7 separate regions of the Mus musculus genome follow, and regions 1, 2, 4, 5, 6 and 7 are each linked to region 3. The links are chromatin contacts, called in public HiCAR-type, HiChIP or PLAC-seq and promoter capture Hi-C maps. All regions are on one chromosome and are shown on one strand. Each heading gives the region's core, a stretch centred on a gene start, on an enhancer-like site or on the middle of the called end of the contact. The rest is flanking DNA. Distances are from core to core; before and after follow the strand shown.

The links. Promoter capture Hi-C pulls out the DNA fragments that hold promoters and counts their contacts. HiCAR-type assays count read pairs that join an accessible place to other places. HiChIP or PLAC-seq counts read pairs in DNA pulled down with a chosen protein or histone mark. Capture Hi-C pulls out chosen DNA fragments and counts their contacts.
Region 1: a contact with region 3 is called in an H3K27ac HiChIP or PLAC-seq map of embryonic stem cells, with 4 times the contacts expected there. The contact joins the promoter of Sntb2 here to the promoter of Ap1g1 in region 3.
Region 2: a contact with region 3 is called in a promoter capture Hi-C map of pre-B cells, with 10 times the contacts expected there. The contact joins the promoter of Nfat5 here to the promoter of Ap1g1 in region 3. A contact is called at or near these places in 3 of 39 promoter capture datasets (cranial neural crest, hippocampal neurons and pre-B cells) and 4 of 115 datasets of contacts at active chromatin or transcription factors (bone marrow-derived dendritic cells, embryonic forebrain, embryonic stem cells and 1 more).
Region 4: a contact with region 3 is called in a promoter capture Hi-C map of pre-B cells, with 5 times the contacts expected there. The contact joins the promoter of Cyb5b here to the promoter of Ap1g1 in region 3. A contact is called at or near these places in 6 of 39 promoter capture datasets (the C10 cell line, cranial neural crest, hippocampal neurons and 3 more) and 3 of 115 datasets of contacts at active chromatin or transcription factors (astrocytes, embryonic stem cells and large pre-B cells).
Region 5: a HiCAR-type map of astrocytes shows a contact between it and region 3, with 8 times the contacts expected there. The contact joins the promoter of Nqo1 here to the promoter of Ap1g1 in region 3. A contact is called at or near these places in 2 of 39 promoter capture datasets (cranial neural crest and maxillary cranial neural crest) and 4 of 115 datasets of contacts at active chromatin or transcription factors (astrocytes, embryonic forebrain, large pre-B cells and 1 more).
Region 6: a contact with region 3 is called in a HiCAR-type map of astrocytes, with 7 times the contacts expected there. The contact joins the promoter of Terf2 here to the promoter of Ap1g1 in region 3. A contact is called at or near these places in 5 of 39 promoter capture datasets (the HPC-7 cell line, cranial neural crest, hippocampal neurons and 2 more) and 2 of 115 datasets of contacts at active chromatin or transcription factors (astrocytes and large pre-B cells).
Region 7: a promoter capture Hi-C map of adipose tissue shows a contact between it and region 3, with 4 times the contacts expected there. The contact joins the promoter of Nip7 here to the promoter of Ap1g1 in region 3. A contact is called at or near these places in 7 of 39 promoter capture datasets (cranial neural crest, frontonasal cranial neural crest, hippocampal neurons and 3 more), 3 of 115 datasets of contacts at active chromatin or transcription factors (astrocytes, embryonic forebrain and large pre-B cells) and 1 of 9 other capture datasets (adipose tissue).

Annotation. Positions count from the first base shown.
Region 1 is chr8:106,933,582-106,937,093 of GRCm38.p6, forward strand. Sntb2 (syntrophin, basic 2) reads left to right here and starts at 2,159. Exons shown (of 7, transcript NM_009229.5): 1 at 2,159-2,740. The coding sequence starts at 2,221.
Region 2 is chr8:107,292,100-107,295,606 of GRCm38.p6, forward strand. It overlaps Nfat5 (nuclear factor of activated T cells 5), which reads left to right and starts at 1,371. Exons shown (of 15, transcript NM_018823.2): 1 at 1,371-1,799; 2 at 3,482-3,507. The coding sequence starts at 1,727.
Region 3 is chr8:109,776,658-109,780,115 of GRCm38.p6, forward strand. Ap1g1 (adaptor protein complex AP-1, gamma 1 subunit) reads left to right here and starts at 1,926. Exons shown (of 24, transcript NM_009677.6): 1 at 1,926-2,305.
Region 4 is chr8:107,148,598-107,152,483 of GRCm38.p6, forward strand. It overlaps Cyb5b (cytochrome b5 type B), which reads left to right and starts at 2,064. Exons shown (of 5, transcript NM_025558.5): 1 at 2,064-2,276. The coding sequence starts at 2,115.
Region 5 is chr8:107,401,823-107,405,801 of GRCm38.p6, forward strand. Nqo1 (NAD(P)H dehydrogenase, quinone 1) reads right to left here and starts at 1,383. Exons shown (of 6, transcript NM_008706.5): 1 at 1,244-1,383. The coding sequence starts at 1,250.
Region 6 is chr8:107,095,018-107,098,878 of GRCm38.p6, forward strand. It overlaps Terf2 (telomeric repeat binding factor 2), which reads right to left and starts at 1,531. Exons shown (of 10, transcript NM_001371065.1): 1 at 1,105-1,531; 2 at 912-1,007. The coding sequence starts at 1,492. Mir7075 (microRNA 7075) reads right to left here and starts at 1,089; the gene lies at 1,008-1,089.
Region 7 is chr8:107,054,685-107,058,686 of GRCm38.p6, forward strand. Nip7 (NIP7, nucleolar pre-rRNA processing protein) reads left to right here and starts at 2,193. Exons shown (of 5, transcript NM_025391.2): 1 at 2,193-2,306; 2 at 2,409-2,495; 3 at 2,589-2,727; 4 at 3,363-3,503; 5 at 3,693-4,002. The coding sequence starts at 2,251. The coding sequence ends at 3,812. It overlaps Cog8 (component of oligomeric golgi complex 8), which reads right to left and starts at 2,053. Exons shown (of 5, transcript NM_139229.4): 1 at 1,577-2,053. The coding sequence starts at 1,971.

The DNA of each region.
Region 1 (3,512 bases), core at 909-3,408, 2.8 Mb before region 3:
GGTCAGGATCCTAGGGGTGGGGGTGGGAGGAGGAGACTCTCCAGCTGCAGGGCAGGTCAAAGTGGCCTCTCTCCAGATGAGAAGAACAGAGCACTGTCTGCTTGTCCAGTGGGCGTCAGATCTTGGGCTGTCTGGTTATCTTAAGTGACATCATTGAGGTCTGGTTATCAGGTATCAGGTGCAGCCTTGGGTATAGTGGGGATCCTGACTAAGCTATTTTTTGTTTGTTTGTTTAAAACATCAAATCTCACTACAGATGGTTGTGAGCCACCATGTGGTTGCTGGGAATTGAACTCAGGACCTCTGGAAGAGCAGTCAGTGCTCTTAACCGCTGAGCCATCTCTCCAGCCCCATTTTTTTTTAACATATCTAAAAGACTTTTTTTTTTTTTTTTTTTTTTTTTGCTATGGTCATTACATATAGTCTTGTTATTGGCTCTGCAATTAGCAAAATCACTGACTCTTTAGCTAACAAATCTTTATACGGTTTCTTGGATGGTCATCTACATATTCGCCAAAAAAAAAAAAAAAGATGGAACCCAGACTAAGACTGGCAAACTTATAGAATCAAGACAGAACCCTTCAGGACTTGGTTATTTGAAGCCTTGCACACTCACTACCTAATTCCACTAACCTTATGTCTTGTTCACATTGGCAACTTCCTAAGGAATCATCACAGATGGTTAATTTTTGTGTGTGTGTGTGTTCACTTGACTGGGCTAAAAGACGCCTGCCTGGATGGACAGATGTAAAACCGTTCTGGGTGTGTCTGTTTCCGGAAGAAATTTTTTCCATGGTGACCTGAGTAGAGAAGATTGTCCTCAACAGTGGGAACCGGCACCATCCAATCAGGTGAGGGCTGCCAGGGAACAGTAAGACGCGGTATACTCACTCTATGAAAACTGGGACATCGCTCTCCTGCCACACTTCAGGGCTCCTGGTTTTTCATGGACTGGGCCAGCTTTTACATAGTAGCTTTCCACTCCGACCCTGCTCCCCCGCTTCTGCCCCCTCAGGCCTCTCTGGTCTTCTGATAGCTTCAGATTTCTACCTAGTCCTCAGGTCTTTGGATTTGGATTCAGAGCCTTTTTCTGCAGATGGCAGATTGTGGAGTTTAGCCTCATAATCTTGTGGCTAATCTCGCACAATCTTTGTTAACTATATATACCCGTTGGTCTGTGGGGAACTCTAAAACATCAGCATGCTGCAAATGTCTTTGACCTTGCGCACTGTGGGTTCCCAGTGCTTAAGAAGACAGGTCCCGGGCTGGCGAGGTGGCTCAGTGGGTAAGAGCACCCGACTGCTCTTCCAAAGGTCCAGAGTTCAAATCCCAGCAACCACATGGTGGCTTACAACCATCCGTAACAAGAACTGACTCCTTCTTCTGGTGTGTCTGAAGACAGCTACAGTGTACTTACATATAATAAATAAATCTTTAAAAAAAAAAAAAAAAAAAGAAGAAGACAGGTCCCCTCTAATTACAGGCCAGCAGACAGGTGATTTTTAAAAGCAGTGACAAAGTCTTGGATCCACACCTTTGATCCCATGTCACTTATGCTGTGTCCCCTGCTTGTGCTCACACCAAGACTAACCAAATGTTGTTTTATCCTGTTCTTAGGGAGGTCTGCAGTCTTTTTAACCACAGAGAATCACACCTAGCTGGTTGCCTCTGTTTTTCTTTCCCATTAGACCACAAGCTCTCTCGGCTGAGGTGCATTTTATTCAGTGTGTCTCTAGGGCCTTAAAAGGAGCCCAGCACACCTCTGAGCGCTCAGGGCTGCTTTTTTTTTTTTTTTTTTTTTTTTTTGCAATGAACCAATCAATGCAAGAATGAACGCGCCAACCCGGCCCTGCAGGATCGCAAAGAGCCTCTCTACAAGCTGACTTTGCTCTCCCTGCCCGGGCAGCTCTCGTAGAAGAGGTGAGGAGTTCGAGGAGGTCACGGAGAACCAAAGCAAAGGACGGCGGGGTGCCTCGCTGCACGAGGCGCTGCCCACCTCCGAAGAGCTTTCAGTGAACCAGGACAACCTCGCCTCCCGGAAGCGGCCTCGCCGGCCTTCCCCCCGCCCCTCCGGAAAGTGGGCGTGGCCCTCATGAATAATGAATCGCCGGGGGGAGGGGAGGGGTCCGCCCCCCTCGGGCGGGAAGGGGGAAGCGCCGAGGCTGCCTGACTGGAATCGGGGGAGCTGCAGCAACGGCGGCTGCGGGAGCAGGGCCGGCCATGGCGGTGTGGACGCGGGCCACCAAAGCGGGGCTGGTGGAGCTGCTTCTAAGGGAGCGCTGGGTGCGGGTGGTGGCCGAGCTCAGTGGCGAGAGCCTGAGCCTGACGGGCGACGCCGCCGCAGTCGAGCCTGAGCCGCCGGCGGCCGCCTTCAACGGTCTTCCGAACGGCGGCGGCGGCGAGTCTCTGCCCGGGAGCCCGAACCGTGGCCTGGGGCCGCCCAGCCCTCCCGCGCCGCCCCGCGGTCCCGCGGGGGAAGCGAGCGCCTCGCCGCCCGTGCGCCGAGTGCGAGTGGTGAAGCAAGAGGCGGGCGGCCTGGGCATCAGCATCAAGGGCGGCCGCGAGAACCGGATGCCGATCCTCATCTCCAAGATCTTCCCGGGGCTGGCGGCCGACCAGAGCCGGGCGCTGCGGCTGGGCGACGCCATCCTGTCGGTGAACGGCACCGACCTGCGCCAGGCCACCCACGACCAGGCCGTGCAGGCGCTGAAGCGCGCGGGCAAGGAGGTGCTGCTGGAGGGTGAGCGGGGGCCGAGCGGGAGGCGGCGGGGTGGCGGCCTGGGCTCGCCTGCGCGCACTTTGTTTCTGCCCACCCTGACGCCTGTGCGGGGCTCGCCGGTTCCCTCCGCCCCGGCCACCAGACCTCCTCTTGTGGGGCTCCAGAGTGTGGAAAAACTGAGGCGTCCAGCGAGAAGAAAGTTGGGCAGCCACCGAAGTGTTACTTTACCGCCCCTTAGCGAGACTCAGCTGAGATTTAGGGGGTGGGGGGAGCAGCAGCCGCGTGCGAAGCTCACCCCTAAGTCTTGCACGATAAGCTGACACTAAGCACTAACTACCGGGAGAGCGATCGGCTCGAGTTCTTTAGTCTCCTTTTTTTCCCTGTTGGGAAGCGTTGGTTGGACGCTTTCTTTAGTCACCTCGGGCTCCCCGGGCGGGCCGGTCTATTAAATCCATCCACACCGATGCCAGCAGTTTGCTTGGGCAAACCACCAAAGCACTGGTTAATTTATGGGAATTTAACCCATCATTGGCTCTCAACAATAACCAGAGAAGATCACAGCACTTTGTGGAAGGCAGAGAGCTGATACAGCAAGTTTGTGAGGTTAATGAGCCTTGTTTAACAGTGGAGGCTCACGTGTTTGAGCATTTTACTGCCAACTAGAGTTTCGCCCCTTTTGCAAGAGCCCGGTGCCAGCTTCCTATCGCTGGCAGGCGTGCTGCCGCAAGACCAGTAGACATTTTATAAGAATCCTGAAACGGGTACCATCACATATGTGTGAATAGCCTTTACC
Region 2 (3,507 bases), core at 121-2,620, 2.5 Mb before region 3:
ATGCGCACCCTGTGCTCAAATTGATATTTTAATAACTCGATTAAAAATTTCCCAAAAGTCTATTAAGAGTCAGGAAACAGTCTGTGGTGGAGGTGAGGATGTGTTTTTGCAACGGAAACTTTTAGCCCCCGAGAACAGAGCAGCCAAAAAAATCTCATTTACATGTTTTCCCTCCATTCTCCCTTAGCACAGTGAAAAAAATGAAAACCCGTGTGGAAGAGTATGTTTGCTTACTTCTCTCCCCCTACCCCACGCACGCGTGTGCATTACACACAAGCCATGTGGACTCACATGATCCCATTTTTAAATTGTCTTTTATTTTCCACTCCGGAGTAAATTCGACCATTCACTATCAGAGACATCATTATACATAAACTTAAACAACAACAACAACAAAAATCAAAGCCAGGCATGGTGGTACTCTTCTGTAATCCCAGCATTCGAAAAGCTGAGTCAGGAGAACTGCCCTAAAATTGAGGCCAGTCTAAATCTACACAGCGAATTGCAGGCCAGCTAGACCTACATAACAAAATCACCTGTCTAAATAAATAAATAAATGCAGTCGCCGTAAATTTGGTGTGGTGGGTAACGTGGGGGGAAAATATTTTCATTAAAAAGAATCAATAGCCGAGCATGGTGACTTCTGACCGGCAGGGGCAAGCACAGCTCTGTGAGTTTGAGGCCAGCCTGATCTACATAGTGAGCTCCAGGCCAGAGTGGGCCAACAGAAATCATCAACAACAAAAAAATCCACGAACAGGAACAACAACAACAAAATCCACAAACAAAACTTGGTAACTCGTGATGGTGGTGGTGGTGGTGAGTATGGCTTGCCCTTTCTTAATTAAAAAGTGAGTCTGATAGCCCCTTGACCAGCTCACTGCAGACACTGCTATGAAAAACCCCGAAGGGCCCGGTTGCTGTCCAAGCTGTGGAACTCCATTCCCCAGTGCTGAGCTCCAGCGAGCGGGCCTCGATCGCTGCAAGTCCCTGGAGGGCTTTTCCCCTCCTGGCTGACATCCAGGTCCCCCAGGGTCTGTGTCCTCCTAAGTACACCACGGAGCAGGGCCGGCCGCCTCAGGCTCGCCGCCACCAGGTCGAGGCAAAAAAAAAAAAAAAAAAAAAAAATCTTTTCCCTTCTCAGGGCCCCAGAAGCCAGGCCGCCTCCCTCCACCCTCCCTGCTGGCTGGCGGGGCCCTTTCCCAGCCCGGGATCAGCAGCGGCCGCAGCAGCGACGGCAGGAAGCGAAGCCCTTGTTGATGCTGTTCCGTGGCGCGCCTGTCCGCCCTCCGCCGGCCGCCAGGCTCTTCCGGGCTCCCGGACCTCCCCCCCTCCGCGCGTGCGCAGTGCCCCACGAGGGGGCGGGGCTCAGATTCCTGTCAGCGGCGCCGGCGGTGGCGGCGGCCGTCAGTGTGCGCTGAGGAGAAGCCCGAAACGGACCCGTTTGGCTCTCCCTCTTCCCCTTTCCCCGGTCCGAAGCTTCTGGTCTCTGGACTCACCGGGAGTCAGTTCTCCACTCCGCAGAGCTGTTCCCTCCACTCCGCCGCCCTTCTCATCGCTCGGCCGGGTGGGAAGTGACTGCCCTCGAGGAGGAGGAGGAGGCAGCGGCTGCCGCCCTCGCCTCACCGCCCCCGGTTCGGTGCCCGCGGATCCCGGAGAGGAGGTGCCGCCGCCACCGCCGCTCCCCCCCTCCCGCTGCCCTCGGGCCGGGCTGGGTCGAGCTGCGATGCCCTCGGACTTCATCTCATTGCTCAGCGCGGACCTAGACCTGGAATCGCCCAAGTCCCTGTACTCGCGAGGTGAGTCAGATGGGGGGGTGGGGGGGTGGGGCGTGGGGGCGGGGAGCGCGAGCGCGCGGAGTCCCGGGCTGGGGTGGGGGGGTCCCCCGTCGGGGCCGGGCTCGGGCGGGCTTGCCCCTCACGAGAGTCCTGGGCTGGCCGCGGAGGGCCAGGGGTGATCCCGGAGCTGCCGAGCGGCGCCCCCCTCCCCAGCGCGGCGCGGCGCGGCGGCGCGGCGGGGGGCTTAGGGTCCGCGCGCCCCCCAGAGTCCTCTGCGGTCCCGGAGGTTCGCAACCTGCCGGTCGGCGGGTCCGGACTCCACCACACTCGGCGGACTGCCGGCCCAGTCCTCCCCCGGCTCGGGAATCACCCCACTGGTCCCGCTGCTGGGGACACCGGGGAGGGGGGGTGGAATCGGGGCGCCGCGGCTCGTGTCCCCCGGACTCTCCTCTTTGGCAAAGTTGCCCCACGCCGGGCTGCGTGGCCCCGAGGGGCTTCGGAGCTCAGGGTCACCATTTTTTTTTTTTTCTCCCTCTGGTCTTGTTTGTGCGCGGTCGTCCTACTCCCCCCCCTTCCCCGGCCTAGTCCACTCCCTCCCCATGTCGGGACGGCCCCCCTCGGCCAGGCGTTCTTCCTTTCCTCGTCATCTTCTTGCCTGGAAAAGGCCCCAATCTTCTTTCTCTCTTTCCACCTCCGTGACATTCTAATTACTTCTCTTTTACAAAGATAGGGATGCCCTCCTTGGAGTACTTGTATTCCTCTCCCTGGAGTACCAGGCTCGGGCACAGTCCTGCCCTTTGAGAAAAATTCTCTTCTGTTGCTGTTCAAGGGCTTCGTGCAGAGAGGAGGCAATGAACAGAAAATCCCATTTAAAACTACTTTGGCTAAGGCCTGCAGGGGATTCCCAGCATCTAAAACATTAATACTTGAGGTGATCTCTGCTGGGGTTAAATTCCTACACTGGACACCACAAGAATGTGTCAGAACAGGTTCCCCTTGCAAGGGGTATCAAATCAAAAATGCCCCCATCTGTACTCATTTCTTATACCAGTGGAAGGAGGCTAAAGACAGTTCTTTTATATTTTTTTTTACAAATAAACCATGGTGAACCCTTTTCCCAAGAAATCCAGCATTTCTCCTATTTTTTTGGTTTTACAAACCCACCAGAAAATTTCACCTCTTTGGGGTAGAGAAGGACTAAGCCTGGTGTTAATGTATTTATATGAAGTGAATCAGAGGGATGTGGTTTGCCCTGGAAGGTGCTAGACTTTATAGACTACAGGCCATTGTCTGTTGCTTTGATGAATTTAGTTGGCAGTCACTATCCTGTAGGATGTTTTTCAGATATTACCTAAAGTAGCTTAGAAATATTGTAGTTTGAAGTGTCAGAAAGAAGAGAAAATATCAAGAGATGATCCTTAGAATAGGGCTAATGCACAATTGGATGCTAAAAATAGTCAAGACAGTAATACCATTTGGGCAGTAATCATTAGATAATTTTCCATGAAACAAATGCTTTATCAAAATCTAAGTTTAGCTTTAGAGACCAGTGTAGAAGCAACCCAACCTTCCTTTTGCAGACTAAACTAATATGGGCTTAGGCTCTTAAAAATACATAATAGTTATGTAAGAGATGTATGCTATCCTTGGCATTTTTTTCTCATTCAGCATAAAAAGTACTTAATGCTTTTTGTGTTTTTCAGATTCTCTGAAGTTACACCCATCACAG
Region 3 (3,458 bases), core at 676-3,175:
AACTGAGCTTACAGATGCTGCCACCACAGCTTCGTCAAGTCCTTCTTAAGAAGACATTTTTTTTTTCTCATTAATCCCAGCACTTAAGAGGCAGAGGCAGATGCAGGCAGATCGCTGTGAATTTGAGGCCAATCTGGGCTACAGAATTCCTGGACCTCTAGGGAAAGACTGAGAAACCCTGTCTCAAAAAGAAGAAGGAGGAGGAGAAGAAGAAAAGAGGAGGAGAGAAAGGACAAAGAAGAAGAAGAAGAAGAAGAAGAAGAAGAAGAAGAAGGAGGAGGAGGAGGAGGAGGAGGAGGAGGAGGAGGAGGAGGAGGAGGAGGAGGAGGAGGAGGAGGAGAAAAGAGGAGGAGAGAAAGGATGAAGAAGAAGAAGAAGAAGAAGAAGGAGGAGGAGGAGGAGGAGGAGGAGGAGGAGGAGGAGGAGGAGGAGGAGAAGGAGGAGAAGGAGAAGGAGGAGAAGGAGAAGAAAAGAGAAAAATAAAACTTTTGTTGTTTGCTATGGTAAACACTTAATTTTGGCCCATAAAAACTATTTTAATCTTCCATGTGGAAAACTTGGCTACCTTTGCCTTGCATCTCTGCTTGAAGATTTCCTTTACGGAAATTTCACAGTGAATTTGGCATGTTTCATGCATAGGCCTGGCTCAAAGTAATCTGCACTGTGCTAGCATTATGATGTTCTTCTAGTCTTAGGGTGTACCTAGGGCTGCCCTGTACAGATGCCCCGAAGAAAGGTAGGAGGATTTGAATTCCGTAAGCATTCTGCTCTATAAACCGGTAGGTATGGGTTGGAATATGTATATGGGGTGTGGTGAATTTTCTGTGTAAGATGACATCTTAAGGCAGACTCCATTGTGAGAGACAGTTGTAGTTTTTCTCAAGTCTTAAATCTCATTATTTGTAAACTTTGGTTACTTACTTTGACTCACGAGATTGCTTAGCGGGCTAGGTTGTACATACGATGGTACCTTATGATCAATATGACACCAATATTTAATAAATTTGATCGTGCCCTTGGTATCCTTTCTTTCCAGCCACTTGGCATGCTCCAGAAATTCAAGGTCAAAATTGTATGGCTAGACTTACTCAGCTCAACGTCTGTATTTTGAAATCCTTGCATGAAAAACGAATGTCTAAAAGATGCAACTTCCTGTTTATGACACTCAAATTTGAAACTCAGGATTTTTGCTTAGTTCCTGGTCTTTGGTATTCAGTGTAGTCTTGTGTTTTATTCACATCTGGGATACCTTTGTTGTCAATCTATCGGAAAGATTTTATTCTAGGTAGGTCACCTTTCCTTTAAATGGGCCAAGATATCAAGGATCTCTAGGTTCACATGGAAAAGACTTGGGTCACAAGTTAGTAATTATTTATCACGCCAGGAACTGTCTAGTTAGACTTTCTTTGCTTCAGGTCATTAGTTCATTCAATCATAGATGGAAAAGCTATTCTGGAAGAGTTTTAGCTGACATTTGTCCAGATTCTTTTTTCCCCTCACAGGAGGGGACTGGATCGTAGGTGAGATTGCCGCACAAGGCGGTGGTGCTGTGCTTGGAATCCATTCTTAGGTTTCATCTTTTTACCTGTTTTCGCAAAAAAAAAAAAAAAAAAAAAAAAAAAAAATTGAAGATACCATAAAACCCTAGAATCCAAAGCCACTTGGAGCATGTTTCTAATGTTGACCAGAAACCTCTGGCCAACGAGGACCACTTAGGAATCCTTTCGGACAAAACTGGTCACACCATGTCTATGCGCTTTCCCCTGCATCTCCTCTCCGCCTTCCCCAGCTCCCTCGCTGAGCTCCGCCCACCTCAGGTGACCCCCACCGTTTCCTGGCTGCACAGTTTTCCCCTCCCCCCAGAACGGAACCAAAGTGCGACGGCTCCAGGGCCGGGCCGGAGCGTGCTAGCTCAGACTCCTCGCAGCGGTGACTCGGCAGCGGCGTCGAGCGTCATCAGTGACAGCCCCGACCCTTGCTACGCTTTGAGTCGCTCTGCCCGGCGCAGTCGCCTCCTCCTCGGCAAATAGTCCTCGGCGGGGGCCGAGTCCTCGGGTCATCCGGGGTGGGAGACGGCACGGGCTGCAGTCGGAGGGACGCGGGGCGGCCGGCGAGAGGGAGCCGGGGAGCGGCGTCTCCCGGGGAAGCGCGAGGCGTGAGGTAGAGGCGCCCTCCTCGCCCGGGATCCCTCCGCCTGCAGTCGCGGTGCTGAGGCCGAGGGAGCCGCCATTTTGGATGTTCGGTTCCTGCTGCCACTGCCGCCGCCGCCCCCGAAGCTGCTGGTTTCCTTCGAGGTTTCGGGCCGGTGAGTGTCACTCGCGGCACCGAGGGCGGGTCGGCTCTTGGGCTCTGCCGCAGCCGCGAGCGTCTGGCCGGAAACCTCCTGTCAGTCCCAGGGGTCCGGGCTCAGCCTGTGGGGGGTGGGGGGTGAGGAGGACCCAGGTTTGGGTCAGGAGGGACCCGGGAGCCCCGGGCTTGCTTGGACTTCCTGAGGGCCGACCTCGGGAGCTTCAGAGCCGGAGCTGTCGTGCGCGGTCGCTTTCCTCTTCCCTTGGCGTGGTCTGGCCGCCGCAGGCCTCCTTGAACCCATTGACTTTCTCAGGCTGCGAGGCTCCTTTGAAAGCTCGCTCCGTTCGGGGAGCTTAGGATTTAGCGGGGCCGGGCCCCACCCCCGCGTGTCCTCTCGGAGCCACGTATCAGCGTTCTTGTGTTGGGGACTCGGGTCAGATCTGAGAACTCTGAGCATTTCCCACGCAGGGGCAATTCTGCCTGGTCCCTGCAGTGCCGTCCACTGAAAGCCGGACATCGGCCTCGCCTCCCTCTAACCTTCCAACTAACTTCTGGTCCAAACACTTTCGCTTTTTTTTTTTTCTTCTTCCTTCTTCTTCTTTCTCTTTTTCTTTTAAAGAACTCACCTGAGACCGCACTATTCACTCTCCTCTCCAACTCTCGGTTCTGCGGACGTCGGTTTCTAGTAATTCTCAGGCTCTTCCTCATTGCCTGGAACTGTCGGTTCTGCTTCCCAGTTAGGGCTTGGTGTCGGAGAGCCGTCGAACCACCCTAGGGTGTATTTCCGCAGCAAATGGGTTTAAAGCAGGCCAAGTGGCTTTGGGTGCGAAGGAGCTGTGAAAATAACTTTCTGCATTTCTTTCTGTTCTGAAAGCTGAGCTTTGGGGCACTTACTGATACTTTTTATTTATTTTTTTCTTTTAGCGTTATATTTGCTTGAGCATGGAAAGCTGCCCTTGGAGAATAATAATCTGACGTAGGTAGAAAGGAAGATAACTTTTTTGGTTCCTATAGGGATTAGTTAACAGAAGAGCGAGCTGAATGGTCTCTTAGTGACCGCACCCCTCAGGTGTTTGTATAGTAATGAACGCTGCTGACTTCTTATGTTGACTTTTCTCAGACTAGTTAGATTTTAAGCATCCATTTCCACCGTTGCCTGGAGTATTTGC
Region 4 (3,886 bases), core at 814-3,313, 2.6 Mb before region 3:
TTGTTCCACCTATAGGGTTGCAGTTCCCTTTAGCTCCTTGGGTACTTTCTCTAGCTCCTCCATTAGGGGCCGTAAATGTACTTTTTAAAGGTGGAGCTGATGCAGATTTTCCATAAGCCCTAAATTCAACCACGTATAACTTTCTGGATTTTTTTTTTGGAAATCTTACTGCCTCACAAATTTTATAATAGGGTCTGTGGGAGAATGGCGATACAAGAAGCAAGCTCTTTGCTCTGTGTTTCATTTTCACTGTTTTGTAGGGATATGCAGTTTACAAATCTGTGTGCTCACTCCTACATGCACAAGGAAGCTGGAGGAGTGGTCACGTGTCTTCATCTGTCATTCCTCTTCAGGTTCCCTGAAAGAAAGTCTCTCCCTGAACTTGGGGCTTGCTGTTTTCAGCTCTACCAGATGGCCAGCAAGCTCTCAGGAGCTGCCTTCCTCCACCACCACCCCAGAACTAGAATTACAGGCATAGGAAGGCCTGCCGGGCTTTTACTGCCGAGGGAGGGAATGGTTAAGTCGTCACTTTTGCTCAGCAAGTGCTCTGAGTCTCTACTGTGGTGCCTTTCCCCTGTGCTGGCTGGTTTTGTGTGTCAATTTGATGCAGGCTGGAGTTATCACAGAGAAAGGAGCTTCAGTTGGGGAAATGCCTCCATGAGATCCGGCTGTAAGGCATTTTCTCAATTAGTGATCAAGTGGAGAGGGCCCATTGTGGGTGGTGCCATCCCTGGGCTGGTAGTTGTGGTTCTATAAAAGTGCAGGCTGAGCAAGCCAGGGGAAGCAAGCCTATAAAGAACATCCCTCCATGGCCTCTGCATCAGCTCCTGCTTCCTAACCTGCTTGAGTTCCAGTCCTGACTTCCTTGGTGATGAACAGCAATGTGGAAGTGTAAGCTGAATAAACCCTTTCCTCCCCAACTTGCTTCATGGTCATGATGTTTGTGCATAGAATAGAAACCCTGACTAAGACAATGGCTTATAACCTGCAAGCATAATAAACCTTCTACTTCTCCAGCTGGTTTTGGTCAGTATTTATGAGAGCCATCAGAGCAAACTACAGTACATAGTTTGTGTAATTAGGAACTTAGGTTATGGAAAGTAGACATGGTGGTGTCCTTTTAAGCCAGCACATGGGAGGCAGAGGCCTCTGAGTTCCAGGACAACCAGGCTTACATACTGATACATTTCTAAACAAACAAACAAACAATAAAATATTAGTGAAAGAGGTTGCAAATAGTTTACAGAGTCATGAGTGCTAGGTTGTGAAGTAACACCGTGAAACATTTTAGGATGATCAGCCTCTTAGTTTTCACCGCAATTAAAGAGAAAGGCTCGCAACCTTGCACATTAACTTAGAATTCCAAATTACCTAGACTTTTAGCAAGGGTCATTTGAAGTAAATCCTATTTTAGGCCATTTAGAAACTAAAACAGTGTAGATGAGCCCTGATCACTGAAGAATTCAGTTAGAGATTGTTTTGTCAGTAGTGGAAGAAACTTAGGACATCTACCCTTGCCCCAACTGCTGTCCTAAGGCCTTGTACCTAAGAGCCATGGAGTCCAACGCCACTTGTGATTTACACAGTGGATTGCTGGGCTCACGCCTCTCTTAGCACACTCTCTTTAACACACATCCCAAACCTCTGGGCAAGGAAGGTAGAGGTCACCACACCCATTTTAATTGTTGAGCCTTTTGGAGCCTAAAGGGAACCAGTCTGGGGGACAGCAAAGCTTGTAACCCCGGGGGCTGCAATTCTGGATGGGAAGATCAAGGGAAAATGCGGGTCCGTTCATTCGGGGACCCAGGGTGGCAGGAAGGGAAAAGAGACGCTGGAAACCGGCTCTTTTCTTTTAGGGCCGGGCCTGCCCATGGGCCGAGCAGAGAGAATGCTCTCCTGTGGTGACACTTGTCACCCGGCCACGTTTAGGCGCTGGTCCAAAATCACGATATCTGATTGGCAAGGTTGGAGGGGCTGGTCGACGCCGATTGGCCAGTCGGACGTCGGACCAGGTTTACCCGGTTACGGAAGCCGAGGAGGACCCAGCGCGGGCCGGCAAGTCAAGGAAGTTAGCGGTGGAAGCCCAGATAGCGGCGGAGAGGGCTTCGGATCCCATGGCGACCCCGGAGGCCAGCGGCAGTGGCGAGAAGGTCGAGGGCTCCGAGCCCTCCGTCACCTACTACCGGCTGGAGGAGGTGGCGAAGCGAAACTCGGCGGAAGAGACGTGGATGGTGATCCACGGGCGAGTCTACGATATCACCCGCTTCCTCAGCGAGGTGCGGGCCGGGGAGGCGGGAGGCCTCCGCGCGCTGCCGGGGTGGGGGTGGGGAGAGGCCACGCGTGGCTGTCCGGCGCCCGGAAGGAACCGTGACCCTCGGAGGGGCTGCAGTCTCAGCCTCGACTGACAACGTGCGTTTCTCAATGCATGGAGCACTTGCAGGATGCTAGATCACACGCCAGGCCATCAACCCGTTTCCCATAAAGAGAAACTGAGGCTCACGGAGGCCGGGAGCTCTCAAGGGCACACACTTAACGACCTAATCGAGCCCAGTTCAGAACTGCTCCTTTCCAGGAAGTATGCCTTAGAAAGCAGTGCTTTGGGGGGCTTTTATTTTCTAGAGGAGAAGGCAGTTTTTTTAAAAAGTAAAAACAATTAAATTTTGTATGTGGGGGGGGTGGGGGTGGGGGTGGGGGCATCTGCATCTGCGTTTGGTGCCAGAGGTCAGAACCCCAGGAGCTGGATAAGAGGAGGTTGTGAGCCTCCTGATGTGGGTGTTGGGTACTGGATCTTCCGAGAAAACAGAACATGTGCACATGTGCTCTTATCCAGTGAGCTGAGATTCCTCCCACCCCTGTTCCTGGTTAGGCAGTAGAGTGTGTGGGGTGTGTGTGTGTGTGTGTGTGTGTCCGTGGAACTTTTATGTAGAGCAGGCTGGCTTCGAACTCAGGGATCCTTCTGCCTCTGCCTTCTGAACGCTGGGGTTAAATGTGTGGGCCACCAACACCTGGCTTTCAACCCTTTTGTTAGTGCTTCAAATCAAATCTTATTACTCAAGATCTCTTTGAGACTGTTGGGCCACAGATAATTTTCCTCTTTGTGACAGGGCGTTTTTCAGCTTATTACATAGTCTCTGTAGACCTTGAACTTCTAATCTTCCTGTATATGCCTTTCTAGGGATCAGATCGCTCATGCTTATTAGGCAAACACTGTCAACTATATTACACCTCTAGCTGGGGTTTGACAAGTGTATTTGACCATGTAGTCACTACAGTAAGGAAAAAGAACATTTCACCCCACTAAGATGTTACTCTCTTGTTCCTTTGCTGACTGTCAATCTTTTTTTTTTTTTTTTTCCAAGACAGGGTTTCTCTGTGTAGCCCTGGCTGTCCTGGAACTCACTCTGTAGACCAGGCTGGCCTCAAACTCAGAAATTTGCCTGCCTCTGCCTCCCAAGTGCTGGGATTAAAGGCGCCACCACTGCCCAGCCTAAAGATTCTTTTTTTTTTTTTAAAGATTTATGCATTTATTTATTATGTGTAAGTACACTGTAGCTGTTTTCAGACGCACCAGAAGAGAGCATCTGATGTGAGCTACCATGTGGTTGCTGGGATTTGAACTCAGAACCTTTGGAAGAACAGTCAGTGTTCTTAACCACTGAGCCATTTCTCCAGTTCTTGTTTTCTCTCTCTCTCTCTCTCTCTCTCTCTCTCTCTCTCTCTCTCTCTCTCTTTTTTTTTTTTTTTTTTTTTGGTTTATCGAGACAGGGTTTCTCTGTGTAGCCCTGGCTGTCCTGGAACTCACTCTGTAGACCAGGCTGGCCTCGAACTCAGAAATCCGCCTGCCTCTGCCTCCCGAGTGCTGGGATTAAAGGCGTGTGCCACCACG
Region 5 (3,979 bases), core at 133-2,632, 2.4 Mb before region 3:
AGAGCTTAGAGAACACTGGGATGACCCTGTACAACGGCAGAAGCATCCTTCCCTCCCTCTGTGCTTTTAGCAAGGCGAGATCCTGAGTGCATTTGCAGAGTCTGAAATAGTTTTAAAGGGAAAGGAACTCCAAAAAGTTAAGTCCCGCCCCAACAGAGGAAACACCTAAACCTAATTGCTGCCCAGAACTCAGAGCCAGGCCCTGTTGGGAAGTACTTAGCCCTGGAGGCTACTTGGCCAAGAACGCAGTAGATGCCAGTCAAACACTAGACAATAATGTGGTGGTAACTGCCAAGGACTCTCCCCTGCCTTCCCCTGGGCTGATGGCAAAGTGAGGAGACTGTCACAAAAATGGACCAATTAACAAATCGGATTTCCTGCTCCAGGGTCACAGTAGAAACTTTCCAGAGCCAGGTAGACTGGAATTAGGCTCCGATTCTGTTACACTCCTTCTCAGCTACGCTCCCTGTACCCATCTCCACATCTTCCCGTTTTGTTTCACAAAGTGGTGATACCCCTTTTAAAAATCTGCGGTTTGGTTTGTTAGTTTGTTTGAGACAGTCTCTCTTCATTATGTAGCTCTGACTGTCCCGAAACTGGATCTATAGACCAGGCTACCTTGGAACTTAAAAGAAATTTGCCTGCCTTTGCCTCCAGGGTGCCACCAAGCCCAGCAGTGGTCCCTGTAAATTGCCTGCTTGCATTTCTAAATGTTAGCAACGTATTTCCAAATGGTTAAATACTATCTGGCCTAGGTTGGGGATGTGCACAGAGCTCAGGTGGTAGAGAGTTTGTCTAGTATGCAGGAAGTCCTGGTTTCAATTCAATTCCCAGAGCCGTAGAAATCAGGCGTGGTGATATGCACTTAGAATCCTGGCACTTAGGCAGTGGAGGCAATAAGACCCCAAGTTCAAGGCTATCCTTCACTATACAGCAGCTTTAAGGCCAACCTAGGACACATGTTACCCTTTTTCTAAATAGTCCAAACGCGGTACAGGGAGTGGCAGCTCTGTTAAGGAACGGTGTAGAAGGGGCAATGCTAGAGTTGCCCACGGGTGAACTTGGGCTGCAGAATAATCTGCATCGCTGGTTCTGAGAAGAAGTTCTCCTTCCAGAGACTAACCGAGGCTCATCCAGGTTCCTAACCACCTCACTTTTCCTCTTTGAGGCAAGGAACAAAACTCACAGCCAGCCCCTACATCCTCCTCAGAGTAAATCAGACTGGAGTTGGCGCCACACTCACCCGCCATGGCTCCAGATGTTGAGGGAGGATCGTAATACCGAACGCTGATTGGCTGAGCAGCTGGTTGCCAAGACGACCCTAAAGCTCTTCGGAGAGATCCTTAGGGCTGGCTACAGGCTAGGCTAGTAAGAGCTGAGCCTTGGGGTATGGGCTGAGCGAAGGCTTTATATCCTGCTTATGCCCGCCCAGCCCACTGTGCAGAGCAGCCAGCGAGGGCGGGGCTGGACTCCAGAACCCAGAGGCATCTTGGGAAGATACCAAGTTTTTGGCAGGGAGAAGCAGTTTGGGGCTGGACTAGGACTCCTGTATATGGAAGTCAAAAGGGTTCCCCGGGAGCAAGGGAGTGAGAGAGAATTTGAGGATATGGGGACATATTGAATAAATTCATCTGCTCCCTGTCCCAAGACCTCCTGGGTACAAAATGGAAATTTCCAACAGAATTTTTCGAGCTTCGTGGGACCTGCCTACATAATCAGCCTGTGTAGATTAGTCCTCACTCAGCCGTGGGAAGTCACCTTTGCACGCTAGGGGAAGGGTGGGGCAGCAAAACGGATGGGCTCAAATTTTGCCGACTCACTGTGACTCTAGACTGAAAGTTCAGAGAGACTTGTCCTCGTGTGAAATGAATTCGTGCTGCGTTCTGCTCTTAGAAACTGCAAAAACTGCTCCCTGGGTATACACACTTGGGTCTCCTCAACTTTGCCCCCGGTGACCAGGTAACGGGGAACTCATCTGTGCGACTCTCTAGGAAGCCAGAGCAAAGCTGGCAGGAGACAGCAGCCACAGGGAAGTGTTTCTCTGTGTAGCCCTGGCTGTCCTGGAACTCACTCTGTAGACCAGGCTGGCCTCGAACTCAGAAATCCACCTGCCTCTGCCTCCCAAGTGCTGGGATTAAAGGAGTGCGCCACCACGACTAGTACATGCTTTTAATCCCATCACTTGGGTGCCAGAAGCAGGCAGATCTCTGAGTTTAAGGCCAGACTGGTCCACATAGCTAGTGCTAGAACAACAGCCAGGGCTACATAGGTGAGACCCTGTCTCAAAAACAGAGAAAGAAAGAAAAAGGGTTGGAATAAAGACCCTACATGTATGTGTGTGCCTTGGTCAAGCTCCCAAAGTAGGGTAGACATTATAACAGATTGCCATCATTAAAAGAGCTCAACTTTCCTGTTATCTGATAAATTCTGACAGTGAGGGAAAGACACACGTGCAGTCTCCTGTGGTGACAGGCTAGTGACAGCCCTTGTGATGGATCTCAGTGGAGTCTCATTCCGGTTAGGGCAAAGCCGAAGTAACACAATGGGCTATAAGAGGGAAGAAAGAAATATCAGCTGCAGCAGGCAAAGAGACCAAGGACAATTTTTAAAGCAACGCACTTCCCAAACAAAGAAAAGGTGAGAACTTATTAGGGAGGCAGATTCTTGTTCCTATGGGGGAGGTACTTTGGGGAGGGTACATTCCTGCACATGCCCAGTTTGCACCACAAAGCTTTATCTGGAAATAAAAGGATACCCTGAAGGTTTCTTAACACAGGGACCCTTGACCCTTGAAGGCTTGGCCTTGCTTAACTACTACAGTTGAAGATACGTGAGACCTCATTTCAAAAATCAAAAATAGGAGCTGGGGATATAGCTTCATCAGGAAAGGCTATCTGCTTTCTCACTGGATGCTGTGTGACCAGGCAGCTTCGTCTGCGATGTCAGACTCTCCTCTCAAACAACGTGCTAAAGTAGTTTCCACAGGCTGCTTCTGTCTCAGCATCAGACAAATACCAAACACACCACACTACAATGTTCAACATTGGGTTTTCTGGTGTTTCCTTACAGTTTGTGCCTGAGGGTCATCTCTCAGCTGTAAAGAAATACCAACATAAAAACCACAGTTTATTCCGGAGCCATTTTGAGTGGCCACGGCCTGGGAACACCAATATAGGGTACCCCAAATTTTATGTTCCAATGTGGGTGCAGCCTCACAAGATTTTTACAATTTACAGAACAAAGTAATAAGTTAAGGCGACTTTAAAGTACGTTGGTGGGAACCCTGGAGAGGTGGGTACACTGGAGAGGTGGGTACATCGAGATGGGGGGGTGGGGTTTATGGTCCAAGATGCTATCTGATGACACTCTCAGCTCTTGGATTGGCAGAAGTGACACTGCCATAGTCACTGGAAACAGAAGAGTCACAGAGTCAGCTCGCCTGTTTGACACAGTTCCAGCCAAGCTGAGCCGAACGAATGCGGCAATCGCTGTCCTTCTGTCTGTCTCTCGCTTTTAGGTTTTGGTCTCTGTGTGTTTTGTTTTGGGAGCTTTCTGCATTATGAGTCATTTTTAAGTCTTTTTCCAAGGAAAAGTATGTCTGAGTCTTTTTAGGAAAAGCCTAAAATGAGCTTTATCTGGCCACTGTTTGGATGTCTCCCTCATGGCCTGGAGATCATTAAGCTCAGATAAACACGTAACTAGATGAAGCCATTACTCCAGGAATCTTCTTGGGGTGTCTACCCCTGAATAAACTCAAACAGTCTGATTAGTGCAGGGTAAACAGAGACAACCGACAAACTCTGACTGGCCAGGAGAAAAGGGGACAGATTCAAGGCCTTCTTTTACAATATGCTTAGAGATTACTGAAAATGTAAGATAGCGAGTCATACAGGGCATACCCCTGGAGGAATAGCACTCGGAAAATAAGGGAGATTGACTACACGTTCTCTACTGTATAGCACAGATGAGGAAACATGTA
Region 6 (3,861 bases), core at 281-2,780, 2.7 Mb before region 3:
TTACATAGCTATTTATAAAGCATGCAAACACCACAAGACTCATTTGTACAAAGAACCATGCAAACCAGGCATTTAATCTCCTCACTCAGGAGGCAGAGGGCAGAGGCCAACCTGGTCTACACAGTGAGTTCAACAGCTATGGCTATGTAGACTCTTTTAAGACTCTGTCATTAAAAAAAAAAAAAACTAATAATATAAAAGGGCCATACAGACCCAGTAAAGTTTGCATTTATTTGTTTATGTCCTTGATATATGGTTCAAATTCCAATCAACATATTTCTTTTTTGTTTTTCAAGACAGGGTTTCTCTGTGTAGCCTTGGCTGTCCTGAAACTGGATCTGTAGCCCAGGCTGGCCTCGAACTCAGAAATCCACCTGCCTCTGCCTCCCAAATGCTGGGATTAAAGGTGTGCACTACCACTGCCCGGCTGGCTTCAACGTATTTTAAGTGACTATCTTTCAATACTTTTTAATACAGCTCAATTATAACATATATGTTTGCCTCCAAAATCCAGAATAACACAACTTCCTCAGATACAAGGGGCCAACAATGAAGAGAGTTTGTTAAGTAGCTGCCAAGTTCAACTTGTGTGTGGATGGGAGAGTGTTCCCACTTTACTATTTGGAGGAAGAGGGAGAAAGATGTGTCCTTATTGACGTAACTTACTTGTAGCAATAAAAATGGGTGTGCAATTAACAGGTGGGAGAAAACAAAACAAAAGACAGCCAAGAAACTTTAACTGGAGAAAACCGGAATTAGAGAATTCAACCACTGTTGAATGAAAAAGCCCTCCGCGGTGGAACCAGTAGTGCACTTTAACCCGGAATCTTTCAGTTCCGGATGTTAAGTTTGAAAATAACAAAACCCTACGTAAGTAAGCCCAGAAAAGAACACACAAAAAATAGCCGTACCTAAATTTTCTCCTTCTTCAATGCGCGACAGACACTGCATAACCCGCAGCAACCGGGACACCGTATGCTCCTTCCCCAAGGGCCTGACAAGCAACGCTGGGAAAGAAGACATGGTTGGCTCCGCGAGCCCCGGACCCCAAGTCATGCCCCCCAAAACCATGTCCTCCTCCCCGCGGCCCGAGCCGGCTCTCACCCTGCATGATGTCCCGGATCTGCCTGAAGTCCCGGTACCGGCTACTCCGAAAGGCCCGCAGCGCCTCGTGGAAATAGAACTTGAGCACCCAGCGGTTGACCGCCTCCTCCAGGCGAGCTTCCCCCGCGCCCCGCTCGGCCGCGCCTCCCAACCCTGGCTCGTGTCGCCCCCGTCGAGCCCGCCCGCCGCTGCGCGATGCCCGTCGGCTCGCCGCCCGCCCGCTGCTATCGCTGCTCCCGCCTCCTCCCGCCATCGTGTTCGACCGCCGCTCGCCCTCCCCGCCCTCCCCGCCCTCCCGACTGGGCCGTTTCCTTGGCTGTGACGCCATCGGGTCACGCACAACGCCCGGGCCGGAAGCAGGGCCCGCTGTCCCGGCTCCCGCAGCCATGATACCGACGGGGTTCCGAGCCGCCCGCGGGCTTCTGGGAGGGAAAGGACCGAGGCGGCGGGGGGTCTACCCACCTCCTCGGCATCCGTAGTTCCTCTTGTGTCTGCTGCAATGCTTGCTGGGGATTGGAGTCCACACAGCCCAGCCAGGCGCGCTATTTTGAAGACTACGCTGCAGACTTGGGACAGTGTAAAGAATATGAAAAATAAGCGCGTGCATAATGTTAGACATTTCGCAAATTGTGAAAAGCAGTACAGTAGAAAGAAATTACTTTGTTTTGTTTTGACACAGAGTCTCACTGTGTATCCCTGGTTGGCTTGGAACTCAAGACATAGAACTCTGCCTCTGTGTTGCAGTGCTGAGATAGTGCCAACATGGCCAGCCTTTTTTTTTTTTTTTTTTTTTTTTACTTTTTTTCTTTTTAAAACATAGGTTTGTTCTGGGAATCAACGGAGGTCCTCGCCATTCTAGAGCAAGCACTTTATCAACCGTGCACTGTCCCCAGCCACCTAGTAAAAATGTATTCTAAGACAGGCCCTGCAAAGTTACCCAGGCTAGTTTTGAACTCATGTCAGAGCCCATCCACAACATGGCTTTGGAGCCACTCTCTAAAGCAATCCTAGCTATGGTAATCCAAGCTGCTTGGTGATTCCAGCCTGTTTGCCTTACTTAACAGGAGCTAAACTATCTGCCTTGATATCCTGACAGGTCTGCTTCTTATTGTGTAAACCTTGAACAAGTTACTTCTCCGTTTGTGTACCTGTGCCCCTTTCTGTCAAGTGGACATCGTGAGGATTGTATTAAAATGAACTGAGTTACTATTTCTGGTTCCTGTAGCTCAGGGTTCAACAAATTGTGTGTGTGTGTGTGTGTGTGTGTGTGTGTGTGTGTGTATACACAGAGATCCAAGGATAACTTTTAGAAGTTGGTTTTTGCCTTTCATTATGTGGATCCTAGGGACTGAAATCAGGTCATCTGGCTTAGTCTCTGGCAAGCATCTTTATCCACTGAACCATCTATCTTGTTGCTCCTGGATTCCAATTGCTTTTCATGAACTCATCCAGAGCATGCTTGGACAATCTATTTTTGTTTACAAAAAAAAAAAAAAATCTGATTTTTAAGTTTGGTGCAGTGGTCCATGTCTTTACACCCAGTGTAAAAGTTATAGCTCTGAGGGGAAAGTATCTTGGCAGTCAAGAACCAAGGAATATCACAAAGTCACACTATACGACAAACCTCACACACAAGAAATTTACTGGGAAGGAAGGAAGACTCAGGCTCAGGCGAGAGGCAGCTGGATACTGAGTAGAAGGCAGGGTTTATGTGGGGTTTCTTGGGGTGAGAGTGGAGCAGGGCAAGTTTTCAAGTCCAGAGCTTGAGTTTTTTTACTCTGTAGGGTGAGGGCTGGCTGGGTCCAGCCATTAGAGTGGTTAGAGTGTTCTGTGGATGGAACTGGTGGTTGGAGCTCCTCAGGGGCGAGGCCTGGCAAGGGAAGGTTTCTCTCTAAAAAGTATTACATCTGTGCTTCAGCAAGGGGGAGGTTGCCACAGTGGAAGGTGTTACACCTCTGTTCTGGGAGGTATCCTGTCAATCAGGGGACAAAGAACTCCACAAAATCACACTGTACAACAAATCTCACACAAGAGATGTGTTTGGGAGGGAAGACCCCAAAAGGGTGGCTGCCTCTGCTTGGGTAAAAAGCAGCAGTGAACTGAAGGAAGACTTTATATAGGGTTTCTTGGGGGGTGGGAGGTGGAGCTTCCCAGAGTGGACAGTTCCAGAATGGGGATTGGTGGGATTTCAAGGAAGTGTGGCATTGTGAAGGCAGGGTTTTGAGATCTTAAATGCTCAAGTTACGCCCAATATGAAACACATCCAGTTTCCTTCTTGCAGATCAAGATGTAGAATTCTCAGCTCTTTCTCCAGCACTATGTCTGTCTGGATGCTGCCACACTTCCCACCATGATGGGAATGGACTATACCTCTTAAACTGTAAATCAGACCCAAATTAAATGTCTTCTTTTATAAGAGTTGCCTTGCGGGCTGGAGAGATGGCTCAGAGGTTAAGAGCACTGATTGCTCCTCCAGAGGTCCCGAGTTCAATTCTCAGCAACCACATGGTGGCTCACAACCATCTTGTAATGGGATCTGGCAGCATCTTCTGGTATGTCTAAAGACAGCTACAGTGCATTCATATAAGTAAAATAAATAAATCTTTACAAAAAAAAAGTTGCCTTGGGCTGGGCAGTGGTGGTGCATGCCTTTGATCCCAGCACTTGAGAGTCAGAGGCGGGTGGATCTCTGAGTTCGAGGCTAGCCTGGTCTACAGAATGAGTTCCAGGACAGCCAGGCCTACACAGAGAAACCCT
Region 7 (4,002 bases), core at 943-3,442, 2.7 Mb before region 3:
TTGCATGGAGTCGTCACAATGGCTCAGTGGGTACAGTGCCTAGTGCCTGCCAACAAGCCTGCTGACCTAAGTGTGATCCCCTCACTGGAGAGAGAACCCACCCTACAAGCTGTCCTCTGACTTCCACATCAACATGGTGGTACCCCTCCCTCCATGTCATTTTAAAAATGGCTTGTAGATTTATATTGGCTGCCCAGACTGTCAACATTTGGGACTGAACTGCTCTAGGTCTCACGAAGGAGGTCTATGTTACGGCAAGGTACTTGGCTTCTCTGGACCTGTCTTTTCATTGGTGTGAATGTTAGAGACAGGCAAGATGGCATGTATGTAAGACCTTACATAAAGTAAATGTATGGAAAGCGTCTACAAATCCCTTACTAGCTGGACTTAAGGCTGGAGAAGTGGCTCTGTGATCACTGCTCTTGCAGGGGACCCCAGCTTAGGTCCCAACACATATACCTAGTGGCTCACAACCACCTATAATTCTAGTCCCAGGATATCTGACACCCTCTTCTAACCTCCTTTGGGCACATATGGTGCACAGACATACATGCAGGTGAGATACACATTTTAAAGTAGCTACTAATATTTTTCTAATAGAGCACTAACCACTCTATAAGCCACACTTTTGCCCTAAGATTCTTCAGGTCTTCATGTTATGTGCTGCTATGTATCTTTCGCGCTCCCACTTAAACTTTCTCCACTTTTCTATAGTAATTCCAGAAACTCGCTTTATGCAGTCCTGAATCTCTTTTCAGACATATGGGGTACACAACCTGTTTTTAATATCCAAGCTTCCAAAGAAAAATTGACCTGCTGGATAGCAGAACTAAGTGTATTAGATCGAGGGCCTAGAAATGTAACATAGCTTAAAAAGGAAATGCTTTTTGACAACCTACAATGACAAATAGGATCTGTCAGCTTCCTATCGATGGACATTTTGAAGCTGAGCACCTCCAGCCCACATTTATATAGGGTTAACTATGTCAGGCTCAATGAACTGCCTTGCATAATTTTATTTATTTATTTATTTTTGGTTTTTCGAGACAAGGTTTCTCTGCATAGCTCTGGCTGTCCTGGAACTCACTCTGTAGACCAGGCTGGCCTTGAACTCAGAAACCCGCCTGCCTCTGCCTCCCAAGTGCTGGGATTAAAGGCGTGCGCCACCACCGCCCGGATGCATACATTTTTTAGTTTGTTTGAATGTCTCATGTAGCTCAGGCTGTCCATGAATTCAATACTCAGACTAGGATGATGACTCTGTGACTCGAATACTGGGATCACAAGTGTCAATAAGACTGGCTGAATGTTTATTATTTAAACAACAGCCTATGAGGGAGTAGTGGACTCCTAGCTTCCAATTCTTGGAAACTTACTAGCTGTGTTCTTGGACAAGTCACTTCACTTCGACTTCCTCGTCTGTAAAATAATGACGCTACCTACCTAGATGGCTGCTGTGAAGTTTAAGTGGATTAACAAGGCAATCAGGAGAGAGCCCTGTACACTACGCTTGGGTCATGACGATAGCGTCCTGGCAGATACAATGACGCGCCCGTCCCCATCAGGCCAGCCGCACCTGCAGCTCTGCTGGAAGCGGGGCAGACGGTCGAGCAGGCGCCCGAGGGACGCCTCCACGTCGCCGAAGAGCCGGTGGATGCGCTCGGTGCACTCGGCCCCGCGAATGAACGTCTTGTAGTTGGCGAAAGCCAGGTCGCGCGTCTGCTGCAGCCGCTGGGCCCGCTCTTCCGCCAAGCGCTCGGGTTCGCGCCGCAGCCGGTCCAGCCCGGAGCCGCTCAGCTCCCGGAGGTAGCGGCCCACGTCGGGCTTCTCACGCCACTGAGCTTCGGGGAAGCGGTCCCGGAATAGCGACGCCAGGAGGCCCTCATCTTCCACCTCCCCCAGCGCGACGGCCGTGGCTGTCGTCGTGGCCGAAGCGGTCGTGGAGGGCTGGAGAGGGAGAGCGGCCGCCATCTCTCAAGCACGGTACCGTCACTTCCTCTTCAGAGCCGGTTTCGCTCCTGGGAAACGGAAACGATTGGGGGAAACATTTCCCGTCTCTATGGTTTCTCATCTAGCCGGCTTTCGGTCCCCGGAAGTCCGCCACGGTAGGCGGCGGCTGCGCAAAGATCACGGAGAATTAGGCTAGAGAGACACGCGTTCGTGGACCCCAGGAAGTGGGCGGGTGGGAAAGTGACTTCCGCTTCCGGCTCTCCAGGCACGAGGATTCCCGGGAGCCAAGCAAGCGGCAAGATGAGGCCCTTGACTGAAGAAGAGACCCGGGTCATGTTTGAGAAGATCGCGAAGTAGTAAGAACTGGAGAGGCGGATGAGGGACGGGCGTGCGGGGAGTGGGGATGCGGCTCCGGGGCGGGACGGTCCCGGCTCAGACGCTGGTCTTGTTGCCCTCAGCATCGGAGAGAACCTTCAACTCCTAGTGGACAGACCCGACGGCACGTACTGTTTCCGGCTGCACAACGACCGAGTGTACTATGTGAGGTGAGGTGGGGCGTGCTGCCCACTGCGTGGCGGGCTGGAGGCGTGCATCCATCCCTGGTCGTCACCGGGTACCTTCCTCCCGCGCCCCTGTAGTGAGATGATGCTGAAGCTGGCCGCCAACATCTCCGGAGACAAGCTCGTGTCGCTGGGGACGTGTTTTGGGAAGTTTACCAAGACCCACAAGTTCCGCTTGCACGTGACAGCTCTGGATTACCTGGCCCCCTATGCCAAGGTACGTTGTGGGGGCCTGGTCTCCAGGTTGCCATCCGGGATGAAGTCCCGGGTGACGGCGGCCAGGTCAGAGCACAGATTCTTTCCAACGAGTTTCTGGACAGCGTCAGCCTAAGAAGTTGTTTGTCGATATTGCTGCTTGGACACGTTTAGGAAGGGTTATGGCCATGGAGCTGCATAGCCTAGTTGTCTACAGGAAAACAGGCCTCCACCGTGTCAGCTGGATCTCAGAAAGCAGAGACGAAGACACAAGTGCCAGTGGTGAGGGTGATCCTAGGGTCCAAGGGGAAAAAAAAAGGAAATTGCTGATTATGTGAGCATTTCGATGTAAGGTTGAATTTCGATGTTAGGTTGAGGAAGGAACTCCATGGTGAAAGATCAAAAATTGGGGTATCCCAGCACTTGGGAGGCAGAGACAGGCGGACTTCTGAGTTCGAGGACAGCCAGGGCTACACAGAGAAACACTGTCTCAAAAAAAAACAAAAAACCCACAAACAAACAAAAACAAAAAAGTGGGGGGGGGGTCCAAACAACTTAAAGGTTCCCCACCTCTCCTTAAACTCGGAAGCAGCTGCTAATCCGCATTTAGGGATATAGCCCAACATCCTTGTGTCTTGGCTTTTAACTCTCTTTCAGTATAAAGTGTGGGTAAAGCCGGGAGCAGAGCAGTCCTTCTTGTATGGAAACCATGTGTTGAAATCCGGTCTGGGTCGAATTACTGAGAACACATCTCAGTACCAGGGAGTGGTTGTCTATTCCATGGCGGACATTCCTCTGGTGAGTAGCCACGGTAGCCATCCATCACGGCAAATGCCAGGTACCCACTGGAAAGGATGAAGTTTCAGTCAGCAGCTCGGAGACTGACTTCTTGGCTCCTTTCACAGTTCTCAAAGATACAGCTGTTTCAATATAGTTTTTGTTTTGTTTTGTTTCCTTATAAATGAATGTCTGTTCTTTCAATTCCAGGGTTTTGGGGTGGCAGCAAAGTCTACCCAAGACTGCCGAAAAGTGGACCCCATGGCAATTGTGGTGTTCCACCAAGCAGACATTGGGGAGTACGTACGCCATGAAGAGACACTGACTTAGGACGGTCATTCCAAGAACATTTTGCTGTGTGAGAGGACTTAGCTTTGTTTCCTGTGTGCGGCCATCAGATTAAATCTGGACAACACTGAGATACGCAACTTGGGTTCTTATCAACAGAAATGGCGTGAAAACAGGGTCTCTGGCCCTCTAGAGTCAAAAGCAGGTGGATCACAAGTATAAGGCCAGCTCA